2 separate regions of the Sus scrofa genome follow, and region 1 is linked to region 2. Evidence: chromatin contacts called from public Hi-C data. All regions are on one chromosome and are shown on one strand. The core of a region is the stretch at or near the end of the contact, and the rest is flanking DNA. Distances in the headings are between cores, read along the strand shown. Region 1 holds the start of LEPROT (leptin receptor overlapping transcript). Region 2 holds the start of MIER1 (mesoderm induction early response protein 1).

Region 1 (4,733 bases), core at 531-3,030, 1.3 Mb after region 2:
GGCAATTAGAACTTGAACACATTTATGTAGGAGCATCGATCCACAGCTATTTGTGTTCTCATTGTACCCTAGCACACCTTAGCCATTTAAACAGGAGCACAATTACTTCCAGCTCTGTCACCCAACAATAATTTCTCATTTAACTCTTTATCCCAAGCCTCAGGCATAAAGGCATACAGTAGTCCTTCTTTAAAAGATGAACTGAATTACCTGCAAATGCTTCCTTTTCGCAGTCCTTTTTCATTTCATAGCCTATCTTCCTTTGTACCACATCACAATTTCTAACACATTCATAATAAGTAGTATTATTTGATAGTTTCCACGCATGACTAAACACAGTGTAGTCCTGATACTTGTCACTTGTCATCTGTTTTCTGCACTGGCTTACTCTTTTTTTTTTTTCTTTTTTTTTTGGGGGGGGGCTTTTCAGGGCACATGCCATACTAGTGGCATATGGAAGTTCCCAAGCTAGGGGCTGAATCAGAGCTACAGCTGCCAGCCTACGCCGCAGCCACAGCAATGAGGGATCCTTAACCCACTGAGCCAGGCCAGGGATGGAGCCCACATCCTCATGGATACTAGTTGAATTCATCTCCGCTGAGCCACAATGGAAACTCCCTGCACTAGCTTCAAATGGTTATATTACACAGAGGACAGTGTCCAAGTAAATTATGTTTACTAATTAATGCCACATGTAAAAGTCAGCCAGAAAATGCGTCTGCTGCTAACAGTTTACACACACAGATAAATTTCATCATAAACTCATGCCTGGGTACAAATACACCCGGACGAATGTTTAGGCACATGCCGATTAACTGGAGAGGGAAGATCTTTGGGTATAAATTTCAAGGCTAGAACGCCAACGTAGAAACAAGTTATGCTACTCTATTCAAAAGATCAGAAATCAAAAGGCGTCTTACCAAACCAAAAGGATGACTTCCGACCTCTCCCAGTCACATCCCCAGTCCCTCTGAAGGCACGTAGATGAGGGAACTGGTGTTTTTGGTACCCTCTTTTTTAAAATCAAATGCCCCATCCAAAAGCAAGTACAGCGCAAACACTATCTTCTTGTCTGTCCATAAATGAATAAACACTGATAAAAGGGGCGATCAACGTGCACCCATTCTCCACAGTTACGAGAAACAGCATTTCAGGGTGCTTTCTGCTGACACCCGCTTGAAGCCAACTCTGCCCAACTGGAAAAATCATTAGGAACAACATATTTCAGTGTCCCAATTCCGGGAACACTGGAGACAATGGCTCCTCTGGAAGAAATGGGAAACTCAGCGAAGTTGCAGGAAAAGGGAAGAGAGGCGTTAGGATGGACATGTCAGGAAGTGAAAACCTAGTTTAAAACTCGGCATAGGAGCGGGTGGGACGACGCTCCAAGGAACTGGGACGGAGCAGGGAGGTGATGCCTCCACGGCTAGCCAGGATCTCCCAGCGAGGGCTCCGCGTGGAGCGTCCCGGAGACGCGGGAGAAAGCACTCAGACTAGCAGTCTTGCAGAAAAAAGGGTGAGGTTGCCCGAAACACGCCTCCACCCGCACCCCAAGGGGCCAAGGGAGCAGGAGAGCTCCTTCCCACCCAGAGAGGCGAGCAGGGTGACGGGTCTGGGGGAAGCCGTTCCCCGCCCACGCGCTGAAGGCGCAGCTCCAGGCTTAGCCCGGAGCCGAGGCACAACCCCACCAAAGGACCAGCGAGCCGGGGACCTCCGGTGTACCTTTAACGCCAGCCATGTCTCCCGAGTTGGGGCCGCGGCTGCTTCCGGTTTCCTGCCGCGGCCGTGGCCCCCGCCCAGACCCGGCCCAGGGCCGTACCTTGGGTCCCAAGCCCGCCCCGCCACGCATAGCTCCACCCCTGCTGATCCTCCCTCGGCCCAACCACTCAGAGCCCCGCCCTTGATGGGCTCCACCCCCAGCCACTCAGAGGCCCTTCACTGCTGGTCCCGATCTCCTCCCGCCCGCCACTCAGGGCCTGCCCCTGCTGGTCCCTATCTCCTCCGGCCGCACTATTCAGAGCCCCGCCCTTAATGGTCTCCACCCCTCCGCCTCGCAAAGCCCCGCCCCCGCTGGACCTCGCTCCGTCCAATCAGAGCCCCACCCCTGCAGGTCCGGCTCTCCTCCCGCCCAGTCACTCAGAGCCCCGCCCCTGACAGTCCAGCTCTCCAACCTAGCCGCACAGAATCCGCCCCTGCTGGTACCTATCTCCTCCAGCCGTGCCACCCAGAGCCCCGTCCTGCTCTCTTAGGGTTACCCCGACCTTGATCCCCGAGCTCTCCCTCTAGGTCCTGAGCTTCTGCATAATTCCCGCCCTGGTTCATCCTTTTCAGAAGGAGGCTCAGAAAGGATAGGACTTGCCTGCTTCACACAACTCTTTGCAGGAGGTTGGATTATGGGCCACTTACCCCTCTTTCTAGCTGAGAACCCCTCCATTTTACGGTGCTGCTCCTCTTCGATTACTTTTTCTTAATTTTACACAGGATTGAAAGATCGAGGGGTTCGTGGAGAATCCGGCTCCCCTTGCTACATAAGTACAAATTTTCACCACCACCACCTTTCAGGCTCACTACTCTGCTTCCTTTCTCAAAACTGTACATTGAGCACATTATTGTCAACTTCTCTTTCCCTATGTTGAGTTAAAGCATTCAGGGAAAACTCTCCACGGCCCCAAACTGGAAGCCTGGATTTCTAGCTACCTTACTGAAACACAAAGCTGCCCTCAGGAGGAAGCCTCTTTCCCCTGATTGGTGAGAATTTCCTATGGGGTCAAATCTCCTGTTTCCCTTTTCATCCCCAAGCACCCAGCCGTGTCTAGGAAAACTATGTAAGGGTTTCTTGGGACCTTCCACGTCAGCCTGAGGCTAGTCTCAAGAAGGAGAAATGATTTTGAAGAAAAATGACCTTACTTCAGAGGCACAGCTTGGTCTGAATGCCTCAGGCTTAGAAGAAACTGAAAGATGGTGAGATGCAAAAAGATAAGGTGTTTGCTCCAGGGTAATGACGAGAATCAGAAAAATGCAGAGACAGTATTTGTCTCCAACTTTCCTTTTCAGTTTATGAAGCTCTTTAGAGAGAAAACCATCTTGCCAGAGGTTTTAGCCATCTCCTGAGAAAATCTGTTTTCCTCTCGCCAGATGATGTTCACTGAAAAATTGTTCTTCCACTTACCCATTTTATGTTTCCCCGAGAATGAGTCACCAAAAACAGAAAGTAAAGCCTTAGAAGCTGAGTCCTATCCCTTAACTTGCTGTTAGTACGTTACTTGGAAGAATAAGATCCATGTCCTCTGTCACACTGCCTAGGACTACAGAGGACTTTATGGGTAATTTTTTATTTATTTATTTAATTTAATTTTTTTAATTTTTAGGGCTGCACCCGTGGCATATGTAAGTTCCCAGGCTAGGGGTCTGATCAGAGCTACAGCTGACGGCCTATACCACAGCCACAGCAATGCAGGATCCGAGCCGCCTCTGCGACCTATACCACAGCTCACGGCAACGCTAGATCCTAACCCACTGAGCGAGGCCAGGGATCAAACCTGCGTCCTCATGGATACTAGTTGGATTCGTTTCCTCTACGCCACAACGGGAACTCCTGGATCAATTTTTATATTCCCTCCTTCCATCCAATTCTCTCACACTAGGAACCAGGTTTTACTATCTCCACTTTACAGATGGGAAAACTACAGCTCAAATAGTATCTCATCGGTAGGGAAGCTGAGCTCAAGCCTCCACATGTTAAATCTGAAGTCAGACAGGCCAGCACTTGAACGGTTCCCCATAGTAGATCTTAGGCACCAAGAAGCCAGGAACTGCCATAGTGATTAGAAATAATAGTCCTTAATGTTTAACAGGACAGTCAAATCCATTCAATCATTTATTTTCCCTTACATATCTATCAGTGTTTTGCATGCAGTATGTACAAAATGCTGGTCAAATTCACAAATACAGTTCACCTATGTCGTATAATCTTTCCTTAACCTTCAGAAAAGATCTAACTTCAAACCTTAGCTCTGGGTAAATCTCTCCAGGTTTCCATTTCCTGAGTGAGGATTTGTAAAACCTGCCTCTCAGAACGTTTTGAAAATTAAATGAGAAAAATTTATATAGGTAAGAGCACCTAGGGCAGTGCATGCAAGATAGAGGCAGTGGCTCCCAAGTCACTGCTTAAGTTAAATGCAAGTATGATGCGGCACTATCGAAATCAGTCAGTGTTGGTTTTCCTCCCTCTCAACCACCATTTCTTTACACACAGCCAACCACTCCCCTTACAGAACTTACAGTGGAAGTCTGCTGTTTTATGTATGCAGCTCTCTATCAGCCCAGGGAGAAGAAAAAAGGACCAAAGCTGGAGTTCCCGTTGTGGCTCAGCGGTAACAAACCCAACTAATATCCATGAGGACACAGGTTCGATCCCTGGCCTCACTCAGTGGGTTAAGGATCTGGCGTTGCCGTGAGCTGTGGTGTAGACCGCAGACACAGCTCAGACCCCGTGTTGCTGTGGCCGAGGCGTACACCAGCAGTCACAGCTCTGATTGGACCCCCTAGCCTGGGAACTTCCATAGGCCGCGGGTGTGGCCCTAAAAAGACAGAAAGAAAAAAAAAAAAAGCATAAACCAAGAAATCCTGTCAGATTATGTTTTGGTGCAAATGTATTATAGGTTTTTCATATTCTTTCCTCATAATTTTTCGTAAAAGTGAATCATGTCAGAAAGTATAATTCAAGCTTGTCA
Region 2 (5,000 bases), core at 1,335-3,834:
TAAAACATTTACAGTTAGGCTAAAAGGTGTTGTTAATTCCAATTATATGTGAGGTTTGTGGCTAATGCCTTAAAACAAAAAAATCACTATACAAAGCCTGAATAAATGCCTCTTTAGCTCCCATTCTCCACCTAAAGGCTTCCTTATTTTCCGGCAAGCTAACATCAACTTTTACCACATTAAGCTACTCAAAACTGCTGTTATTTTGGGAAATTATTTTTAAGCAATTTACTGCATACTCCATTAAAAAATTATTAAACAATTTTATAGAGGCTCCAATACACATACATACACACACACATGCACACATACACGAACCCCTCAAAGTTATTATTTTGCTATTAACAAAAGCATGTTAAGCCTCAATTTTACTTCAACCAGCACCTCAAACTAGCCAATAATTAAACCTGGCAATTTACATACATCTAAGAAATATAACCTTTAATTTGGTACCAATATTTGATTCAAAGATAAGTAATGTATACCAATACTATAAAAACACGTTATGCAATTCAGAAAGGTACCTCTCAAAATGCACCAAGAAAATACCTGTAACAATTTAGACTCTGAGACTGTTTAAATGAAACAGATTAATACAGCACATTCACAATTCTAAAATCAAATTCTGTATCTAACAATTTTCAGAGTCCACGAGTCCCTTTTGAGATTACTTTGTAAACTATTTCCTAAAATTTTTATTTAAAAGTGACAGCCTACACATGATGTGCAGGTAAAAATTTATGGATAACTATGAATTTGGTTGAGAATACCTAAATGTTGATGTCACCTATTTTTAAACTGAGATTTTAGATAAATTGAGAATTTTACCTTTACTTTAGCAAGCAGAATGTAGGTTACAAAGTAGTAATTAATGCATTACATTTGTAAGCCCCACATCTATGCAACAATCAGCATCATCTTTTTGTTAGTTTGATTTTTATTAATGCCACTCCAAATACACACACATATATATAGCCTTTTGATTCTTCAAAGAACAGTTCTGGTTTTTCTTTTCGTAATTTTTACATAAAGAATTGTATCCAGTGGTTCCACTTTATCAGATTACCACAAACTGATATTTCAATAGTTTTAATATTTTTGACATGTTATTTTTATCTCATCCAAACTCTGGAAATTATTAGCCCATCAGTCGTTCTCATACACTAGAAGAGTAATATAACATTTATATTACTTGAGGGAGTTTGGACTTTCCCTCCCTTAATCTCCAAGCGTGCCCCTGCCTACCAGCATCACATCCGTCTTGTCTGCATTGAACCTCAACCAGTTGGTTCTTAACCACGTCCGAAACTCAGCCAGGCACTGGGAGAATCGAGCCACCACACCATCTGGATCAAAGGAAAGAGAGCCTCAGTAGTAAGGAGACCAAAGACGATGATACCACAAGCTCCCCATTCACCCTGTCTCTAATTTTTTAAAACACGGTCAAGAATTGGGACAGGAATCCCACGACAATTTTAGAAAAACATTAATGAGCCTTGGGTCATGCAGTCTGTAACTGATGGTAATGAAATAAAAGCGACCCCAAAAATAGGTCGCCTTATTCCACCCATGACTGAAGAAAGGTTCACTCAACTCCGGGTGGTCTCAGCTAAGCGGCCTCAGTGGAGGGGCCAGTCTTGTAATTGCATAAGCTTTTCTGCAAAATTAAGAGTTTTAGCGTTGGAGGAAGCTTTGGGGATAAATGGGGCCCAGAGGTGGATAATGACTCGCCCAAGGTCACATAGCGAAGACTAGCGATGGGCTCCAGGCCAGAGATCTTTCCACCAAAAGCTGAAAGAACAAGGCCATTCAAAGGCGGGGGAGGCATCTGTCTCCAGGGTGGGGCTGCGAGGACCTCACTCCCTTACAATAACGCCTTCTTCGAGCCTCTCTTCCCTCCCTCACTCCCTCTGAAAAGGGCCGGTTCGCCCAAGGGCTGCAGTGGGATCGAATCCGTGATACAGAGGCAAAGAGGCGGAGCCACGGGCACCATCAGCTTGGCCCCACCCCGACCAGGTTCGGGATCAGACTGAAGAAAGGGGCGGAAGCCGACAGGGCGAGGCGAACTCACTCCGCAGCGGATTCCCAGCGCGCCGCGGATGCTGGGGAAGACCGGCGCTGCAGCCACCACCGCCAAAGCAAAAGACCCGGCTGGGAAGGGGTGGGCGGCGGAGAGGCGCTGCGCATGCGCCCTGGGTGGCCGGCGCCACTTCGGGAGGGGGAGCAAGAAGGGCTTGATCTCTCAGCCCCTCCCCGGAAGTTAAGGATCTTCCGGGCGATACAGTGCGGTGGGGGAGGGGAAGGAGAAAAAGGGTACCGGGGACACTTGGAGAGCCCTTCATCCCAAATAGGACTAGGAGAGGATAGATGGTTTATGGAGGCTGCACTTACAGCCGCTGCCGCTGCTGCCACCGCCACCTTCGCTGCTGCCGCCACCGCCTGAAGAAGCCCCATCCATCCGCCTGCAGCCGGGGAGACTCAGAGCCTGGGAGGGGCCTGGGGCCCGGGCCGCCCGCCTCCTTCTTCTAGTCGTCGGCCGGAGCTTCCTCTTGCTCCGCCAACCCTCTGCCCTCCCCTTCGCCTCCGCCCTCCTCCTGGGCCTCTAGCCGCCAGCCAACCGCGCGGCCGCTTGTTGAGCCAGGGCTCCACTGTCTCCATGACGCCCGGCAAACATTCCCGTGCCTCAGCTGGAGCCGCTAACGCCGAGGGTTGGGATACTGGGTCTCCAGAAGCAGCCAAGGAAGGGGGTGGTCGACCACTCCCATCCGGTCGCCGCCATGCCCATCTCTCCGGTAAACAGCCGCAAGCAGCAGAATCTCGGGGTGTAAGTTCCGGCGCTGAAACTTTAGTCCATCCCGCCTGATCCCGGAGAGAGCCCTTTCAGAGCCTTTTACTGCATCTGTGTTCAATCAGCAGTCTTGGAAGCTCCTAGGCGGCAGTGTTTCCTTCCTTGACCTAATACATCCTTTTCTAAACCTCTACTGCTGTGCTTGCTCTCTTAGAAAAGAACCTAGTTTGTTTAGAACTACCTTTCGTCCTAGTACTCCTGTTTTTTTGTTTTGTTTTCGGTCTGCAGTCTCAAGCCTTTTGCCTTCAAATTGTGCCGAGATGTTCAATCCTCTCAACTTCTATGACTCATCAGACTGTACATTGCTATGCGCTGTAGTCGAGGTTTTTTCCTGCCTCCTCCTCATACCATCCTCCCTTAAAACTCATTCCAGCTCACAACGTTCTGTTGTTCTGCAGCAGTGGATGAGAGGCTGGAGAAAAGCAGACAGCTCTGGCGATTTGTCTCACATTTAAACTTATATGGTCCCTTAGTCTAGCAGCCCCACTAAAGTTTCCTAATTCCTCGGCCCTTCCATGCTTCCAGACCACTTTTGTTCTCTCTTTTCAAGCCTTCTGTGACTCTGCTCTCCAGTCTCTTCCAGCTGTCTTTCTTTAGCAGAACTTGTTGAATGAACTTGGAAGAGAACCTTGCGTTCTCTCTTGAATATGGTACTCAGGTCTTTGTCCATCCTACCACTTCTCTCTCTCACACACACACAAATAGCTTTTGTGAAGGTAAGCAATAGCTCTCCAGCTATCCAACTGGACATTTCTCAGTTTCTTTTCTAACACATTCATTAGCAGTTTTCATCTAGTTTATCACTTCTTGAGTTTCGAATCACATAATTGGGTTTCTGGAACACCACCCCTCCTTAATTGTCCCCTTGGTTTATGTCTACCTCTTTTCAAAATACTCTGCTGGTACCTCATCTCGTCCATACCTAAATGTGGGAGTGTTGCTGGGATCAGTGTTTAAACCTCTTTTCCGCACTATTGTTTTTTGCCTTTCAGAATTACCTGTATACTGATGCTTTACAAGTTTATCTGTAGGCTTTTCCACGAAAACAGACAAACATCTGCACTTAGGAGTTAATAGGCATCTCAAAATTCGTATCTAAACCTGAACTTATTCCCCCTCTAACAGTCACCCTCAACATGTAAATCACTGTGGCTTTTCTGGAAAGCATCCAGTTTTTCCCATTTCATTCAGAGTGAAAGCCCACATCCTTGCAGGGCCCTACAGGACCTCACCTTGGACTCTTCACCTTGGCTGACTAAATACACTCAGATGGTTCCACAATGGTACAGGCACATTTCCCTACCTCAAGATGTGCATTTGCTGTTCTTTAGAATATTATACCCCCTTGTAATCTCATGACTCATTTCCTTCAGGTGTCACCTCATCAAAGAGTCCTTCCCTAAGTACCTTACATGAAATAATAATACTCCTCCCAGCACAGGTTCCTCAACTTGCTTTATTCTTCTCCATAAAACTTATTCGTGTTTGGCATATTATATATTTGTTAATCTGTCTTCATCCAAGCAATGATGTATTCCATGAAGGCAGAGATTTTTTTCCACCATTATTGCCTAGAATTGAAGAAGACACTCAGTAAATACTTGCTGACAGCAAATGAATGAATATGTACTTCAGTAACATTAGCTACTGCTCATCTTGTCTGGTTTTTGTTTTTACTTGTAGGTATGGAAATCTCAAAGTAAAATTAAGTTTTATTTCATGTAAATTTTTTAAATGTCATAGAACCCTCATAGTACCTGAGAGAGTGTTAGAAAAATTCTTTGGGGGATTTCTTAAATAATAACACATTAATGAGAAGTTATCTGTTAAGGAAAGAGTGGGGCGGGAGATAGGAAGTGGTATAACCAGTTTTTGAGCTAACCATTTTATCTAATTAAAATTTCCTAGATACTATCATTTACAACCATTGGTTTGACCTAATATGTTATTGCTCATCTTCCTCAGTTTGGGACTTAATCCTGATCTTAGGATCTCATGAAACATGTACTTATCAATTTTCTACTTTCTCCAGTTTTTCCTATATTGGATCTTTTCCACTGTCTTAACAATACAGATCTTCCTCAACTTAGAATGAGGTTATGGCCCAATACCATCGTAAGTTGAAAATATCATTAAGTAGAAAGTGCATTTA

The links. A called contact is a pair of places that touch in the nucleus more often than the background predicts.
Region 1: a contact with region 2 is called in a Hi-C map of liver, with 9 times the contacts expected there. The contact joins the promoter of LEPROT here to the promoter of MIER1 in region 2. A contact is called at or near these places in 2 of 47 Hi-C or Micro-C datasets (liver and skeletal muscle).

What each region holds. Positions count from the first base shown.
Region 1 is chr6:146,985,481-146,990,213 of Sscrofa11.1, forward strand. LEPROT (leptin receptor overlapping transcript) reads right to left here and starts at 1,781. Exons shown (of 4, transcript NM_001145388.1): 1 at 1,723-1,781. The coding sequence starts at 1,738. It also overlaps a transcript of DNAJC6 not described here.
Region 2 is chr6:145,677,479-145,682,478 of Sscrofa11.1, forward strand. MIER1 (mesoderm induction early response protein 1) reads right to left here and starts at 2,585. Exons shown (of 14, transcript XM_021096499.1): 1 at 2,392-2,585; 2 at 1,246-1,346. The coding sequence starts at 2,458. WDR78 (WD repeat-containing protein 78) reads left to right here and starts at 2,657. Exons shown (of 19, transcript XM_021096495.1): 1 at 2,657-2,711; 2 at 2,714-2,761; 3 at 2,764-2,824. The coding sequence starts at 2,657.